Regions from separate parts of the Salmo salar genome. Here region 1 is linked to region 2. The links are chromatin contacts, called in public Hi-C maps. All regions are on one chromosome and are shown on one strand. Each heading gives the region's core, a stretch centred on a gene start, on an enhancer-like site or on the middle of the called end of the contact. The rest is flanking DNA. Distances are from core to core; before and after follow the strand shown. Region 1 overlaps cdk19 (cyclin dependent kinase 19). Region 2 holds the start of LOC106571313 (ribosome production factor 2 homolog).

The links. A called contact is a pair of places that touch in the nucleus more often than the background predicts.
Region 1: a contact with region 2 is called in a Hi-C map of muscle, with 7 times the contacts expected there. The contact joins the enhancer-like site here to the promoter of LOC106571313 in region 2. A contact is called at or near these places in 2 of 3 Hi-C or Micro-C datasets (gill and muscle).

What each region holds. Positions count from the first base shown.
Region 1 is chrssa15:35,650,771-35,653,911 of Ssal_v3.1, forward strand. cdk19 (cyclin dependent kinase 19) reads left to right here. Exons shown (of 14, transcript XR_001320907.2): 11 at 1-12; 12 at 2,076-2,297. Among protein-coding and RNA genes, the nearest start is that of LOC106571309, 21 kb to the right of the region's middle. Within about 2 kb of position 1,526, at least 1 of the 13 cell types and tissues checked has an H3K27ac peak or open chromatin away from gene starts, as enhancers often do. A contact at or near this core is called in muscle, where this site is marked.
Region 2 is chrssa15:35,579,643-35,582,680 of Ssal_v3.1, forward strand. LOC106571313 (ribosome production factor 2 homolog) reads right to left here and starts at 1,316. Exons shown (of 10, transcript XM_014144237.2): 1 at 1,196-1,316; 2 at 829-961; 3 at 683-720. The coding sequence starts at 1,218.

The DNA.
Region 1 (3,141 bases), core at 276-2,775, 71 kb after region 2:
AAGAAAATAGAGGTGAAATGCTTTGGGCTATAGACTAAAAGTGTAATACTGGGATATGCATCAAGAACCCCCCACAATTCTGAGCCTTCTTTGTCCATATGCTTTTATTAACAACTGTCATCGTGCTGTCTGAATAGACCCAAAACACCTTACTAAATAGACCCAAAACACCTTACTAAATAGACCCAAAACACCTTAATAAAAAGACCCAAAACACCTTAGTAAAAAGACCCAAAACACCTTAATAAAAAGACCCAAAACACCTTAGTAAAAAGACCCAAATCACCTTAGTAAAAAGACCCAAAACACCTTAGTAAAAAGACCCAAAACACCTTAATAAAAAGACCCAAAACACCTTAATAAAAAGACCCAAAATACCTTAATAGAAACAGTAATGGAATGTCAGCCCAGCAGTAGGGGTTTCATAAGGTTATTGAAAGTGCAGGGTAAGGGTCCATTGAAAATGAGCAGTCTGGGGCCTAGGGTGATTTAGTGTTCTGAGCCGCTGCCTCCGGACCACATATACCACTGCAGCAGCATGGATTTGATTCCGGATCCATCTTTACTGTATACCTCTGTCCTATCCAATAAACAGAAAATATGGGAGGAGTGGGACTGCCTTAAAATAAGGGAAGAGAGAAAGACATACCATGGGATATGTAGGATTAAGGACAAGCTGCACAACAGCAGCAGCTTCAGCCAGCACCACAGGAGAAGGGTTGGTCCAATCACCTCTGGAGGTGAACGTCACTCCAGTTAGCCCGTCCCCTGATAACACATCGGCTAAACAAAGATGAGAAATCAGAAGGCAAAACTCTGAAGTATGTCAGGTGGTTGCCTTTAGTTCATGGGATACAGGTGGATGAGTGAGATATGAATCAAGAGGGAACCCCAGGCCTTCTCTCTCATACACTTTTTCTATGCGTATCTCGCTAAGCTCTCGAAAGCGTATCTCGCTAAGCTCTCGAAAGCTAAGCTCTCGAAAGCGTATCTCGCTAAGCTCTCGAAAGCGTATCTCGCTAAGCTCTCGAAAGCGTATCTCGCTAAGCTCTCGAAAGCTAAGCTCTCGAAAGCGTATCTCGCTAAGCTCTCGAAAGCGTATCTCGCTAAGCTCTCGAAAGCTAAGCTCTCGAAAGCGTATCTCGCTAAGCTCTCGAAAGCGTATCTCGCTAAGCTCTCGAACGCTAAGCTCTCGAAAGCGTATCTCGCTAAGCTCTCGAAAGCGTATCTCGCTAAGCTCTCGATTCATATCTTACTTGAGGTAAAGGTCACTGATGTGGAGCTGTTCCCCTGATAGCAGATAGGCTACAGGAGGCTTTACTTGGACCATAGTGTTACTGATAATGTACTGTTGGCTGGCTGGTATCAAACACCATGTTGTGAATATACCAGACCCTATAGAAAGCAGGTGCTTGTATGATGCCCAAGCCAAATCAGTGTGTTTGAGGTGAAGGGGAGTGTATGCATGTGCTACAGCCAGAGAAATACCAGTCCCCTTCCCACTGAGCGGTTTCTGCGAATCCCCGGCCCTGCATCACATTGGCAGCTGTTGTCAAGTAGGCAACACCTGATACAAGTGTTGCCTCAGAGCAGCTGTCAGGAAGGCTGCAGGGCCTCTGTGCCAACCAGGGCCCAGAGGGTATGAGAGGGACTCATTGTTTTAGCTGACCCAAACTTTCACGTGTCTCAGCCTCGTGGTCGTGGAGCTGTTGAGAAGTGATAAGCTGGACTGAAGGCTCGGAGCGTAATTCTTGTAAATCATTTCAGCCCACTGTTTACCAGGCCCAAACAAACACTGCAATACTGGGAACATACTTCCCAGTTCCCAAATACTGTAAACAGTGACCATGATTGATCAGTGAGCGATTTGTACATTTGGCTCTTGTTGAACAGTAATGTTGTCTTGATACCATTTATTGAGTTAGCAGACCTTATTTACTATGTGCATGTATGGAATATGTTTTGTATGGATAGGAAACTGTGAGTGTGTTGGTGCACAATGGAATATTATTGCAGTCTCCATCTGTTACTCTGTATCTGTCCAACTGAACATTAATGTGTTTGTCCTCCATCAGAACCCGGTCCAACAGCACCAGCAGACGACAGCCCAGGCCCAGCAGCAGAGTGGCACCCAGCAGGCTTCTAACCAGCAGAGCTCCACCCAGACCAACGGCAATGCAGGGGGCACTGGAGCCAACGCCGGGGGAGGCCTCCAGCACGGCCAGGATCAGGGGCCCCCCAACAAGAAATCTCGCACCGGGCCTTCAGGAGCCTCCTCAGGCACTGGGATCCACCAGGTTTGAGTTTTTACAGCCTTACATACATCCATAGTATTACTGTTCGTTTTTTAATTGAAAGGAGATGGAAGGCGATGACAGTCACCAACGGTTTATAACCTACGGCATGTTTGTTATCTAGGGTTGACTTATTCAAATTTGCTTAATCCAAATAGGCCCTTGGAGTACCCAGAACTTGTGCCATCAACAGTGTTCCTTTATTAATGATTAATTTGACTATGGAGTAAAAATTAATGCCTGTGAACTTTTCCCCAAAGAGCCCTCAAGGTTTAAAACACGTACAGACGCGTACAGCAGAGTATGTCAGGGACGTGCAAAACACGTGTTGTGCTCGGTTAGTGAACAGACACAACCCCTTCAACTCAGACCAGAGTGGAGTATTGTGCTAGCTAGTAGGATTGCAGGTCATGTTATATCAGAATGATAATGTCATTCCTCCAGTTCAGACTAGCCTGTTGATAAAGGTGACAGCAAAATAAGCTGCCCTCATTGTTGTTCCCCCTCTTGGCGCCTGCTCTATCTTTGACTGAGCCCCTATCAGGGAGGGAGGGAGGGAGGGGAGGAAGGGAGGGAGAGAGAGAGACTGTAGTTAGAGCAAGAGTGAGTTAGTAAGTGAGACTGTAGTTAGAGCAAGAGTGAGTTAGTAAGTGAGAAAGAGAGGGACTATGAGCAAGAGTGACAGAGTGGAGGTCATGGTACAGAGGAAGGTAGAGGGTATTACATATGAGAAAGGTAAGATAAAGGTGATCTCCCTGTTGTCCGGATCTCAATGGTGTTCTGTTCAGAGGTGTCTCCTCCTGGCTTGGCCCGGACCCTGTGGGGTTCTGGACTGACTGACTGACTG
Region 2 (3,038 bases), core at 66-2,565:
ATTTGGACCTCCCATTGTTCAGGGACAAATTATTCAATTTCTGTTAGTAACATGTCTGTGGAACTTGTTCTATTTGTCTCAGTTGTTTAATCTTATGTTCATGCAAATGAAATGTAGTTTATGTCCATGCTGTGGAGATACAACAGTGATGTTTCAATCCGCTAGGTGTAGGCATAATACAGCTAGTGCCATCTAGACAAATCCATTACATTAGCTACCTAAAATGTGACGTAACCTCAAATGAAAACTAATAGAGAACTTGAAAACGTGCAGGATACCTCTTTATAATACCTATAATGTTAGACTGTAATCGTAACATGGTGTTTGTATGTTCACAGATTAAATGTTAAGTTTACGTTCATGTTTCACGCATGGCTTTTCTTATGATCCTAACAATTTACGTATGATCTTCCTATGATCCTAAAGACACGTACGTTCAACATATGGGCAGGTATACGGCTCCATAAGGTCACCAGACGGTAAATTAGTTAAGACCAATAACAGAGCTCCAAACCTCTCTTCCATAACTCACAGATAGCTTCTTAGTAAAGGACTCATATGCTAGGACTATGTTTCTTTTTTTTACCATTTTAAACAATCACAGTAAGGTAGTTATTTGTTACCTAGAACTTATTTGAGAGAGTAAAACGGCTGCATTGGTACTTTAAAATCAATCACTTACTTTTTGTACAGTACAGCACTTGGTTTCTTCAGGGCATACTAGAGGGAAAAAACATGTATTCAGAGTTACCTAGCTATCTGGCACTCAAAACTTGACAATCTTCAATATTCTGGTAGGGGAGGAGGGTCGACAGTCAGAAAACGTACAATGTCCTTCAGTGCTTGAGTGACAGTCATACTGGTGTTGCCTCCTTTCATGATCATGGCATTCTTGACGTTCTCTGTAAGCTTGGGAGCTCTGTTGTCAAGAAAGCGCTTAGCCCTCTTCGTCTTAGGTTTTCTGAGGAAACAGTCATTCAACAGGAAAACACTTCAGCTATAGACACCATGACACTTGAGTAAAACACAGATGCTTTGACATAGTATATTTCGCTTGATGGAAGATCTCAAACTAACACGGTTTAGAAGACTACAGTAGCTACTAGCTAGGTAGCTAACTACATGGCTAGCAAGTGACGTTAACTATACAATAATAAAATACGTGAGTTAGCGAAACAAAAAAACACAACCTTACATTACTCCTTCCTTTTGTTTCATTTTGGTTGCTTCACTCGTGTGCTTGATGGCGCTTGCTTTAAAATACTCCACGTGAATTCACAACACCGGAAAATGTCGCAGTTACATATACGTCACATCCGTTGTTATGTACAGTATATACACACGTCGTACTCTTGTTTGGCCACACGATGGCGATAGAGAGCTATAAACCCCCTCTATAACTCAAACCCCAGAACCCAACATCAACCCCAAACTTTTGTGGTTTACCATTTTTTCCAGAACTATTAATTTTCAAGTATATGTTAACTTGTGTATCTTTACAAAATATCACATTCATGTGTGATATGAAATCATACAGGCCTTCTTATATTTCCGAGACCCGAAAGGGCAAATTCTATTAATTGAAAATGCTAAGAAGGGACAAGATAATAGCAAGGTGGGTTCACATCCCTAGCATTTTTTATTTTCTTGCCACATAATCGCGTTGCTCTTGAATGGCCTGTCCTCATAATTCATCTATTGGCTGAAACATTTTGAAATACTCCTGTCTACTTCAGTGGAATACATTCAACAACAGCACATAATGTAAATGTGTTCTTTTGAATAATTATTTATTTTTTCTAACCTGGTTGTGTAATGGATGATATAGTCCTGGGGTAATCAGTACTGTGGAAGGGTTGGTGAGAGTACTGCTACTGAAGAACAAATTAACACAGCGGTTTCCTACATGGAATGAGATATTGAAATGGAATGTGAACCTTGTAACTTCCACAAATGTTCATCAATGACATTAACTTGTGTGACACTTTGAATCATAACCAGTCATTCTCCCACTTTGGTTGTATTACACCACTTACTATTTATACTGTATTTACCGTTCAAATGTTTATGGATTTCACAGAAACCTTCCTGTCTGCACAGCTGCAAGACCTGTCAGGGTTCCCCAACTGGCAGCTGATTTTATTTAGCCCAAAAATATATGATCCCCCAAACATTATTTGAACTCCCAAGTTTTCTGAACATTTATATACAGTACCAGTCAAAAGTTTGGACACAGCTACTCATTCAAGGGTTTTTCTTTATTTCTACATTGTAGAAAAATAGTGAAGACATCAAAACTATGAAATAACACATATGGAATCCTGTAGTAACCAAAAAAGTGTTAAACAAATGAAAATATATTTTATATTTGAGATTCTTCAAAGTAGCCACCCTTTGCCTTGATGACAGCTTTGCATTTCAATTAACAGGTGTGCCTTGTTAAAAGTTCATTTGTAGAATTGATTTTCTTCTTAATGCGTTTGAGACAATCAGTTGTGTTGTGACAAGGTCGGGGTAGAAAAATATCAAGTCCATATTATGGCAAGAACAGCTCAAATAAGCAAAGAGAAATGACAGTCCATCATTACTTCAAGACATGAAGGTCAGTCAATCTGGAAAATTTCAAGAACTTTGAAAGTTTCAAGTGCAGTCCCAAAAACCATCAAGCACTACGATGAAACTGGCTATCATGAGGACCGCCATAGGAAAGGAAGATCCAGAGTTACCTCTGCTGTAAAGGATAAGTTCATTAGAGTTACCATCCTCAGATTGAAGCTCAAATAAATGCTTCACAGAGTTCAAGTAACAGACACATCTCAACAAACTGTTCAGAGGTGACTGCGTGAATCAGGCCTTCATGGTTAAAGTGCTGCAAAGAAACCACTAATAGAAGAAGAGACTTGCTTGGGCAAAGAAACATGAGCAATGGACATTTGACCACTGGAAATCTGTCCTTCGGTCTGACGACTTGCTTCCATTCAGCCACAAGAGCATTAGCGAGTTCGGAAACTGATGTTGGCTCGCAGTCGGCGTTCCAA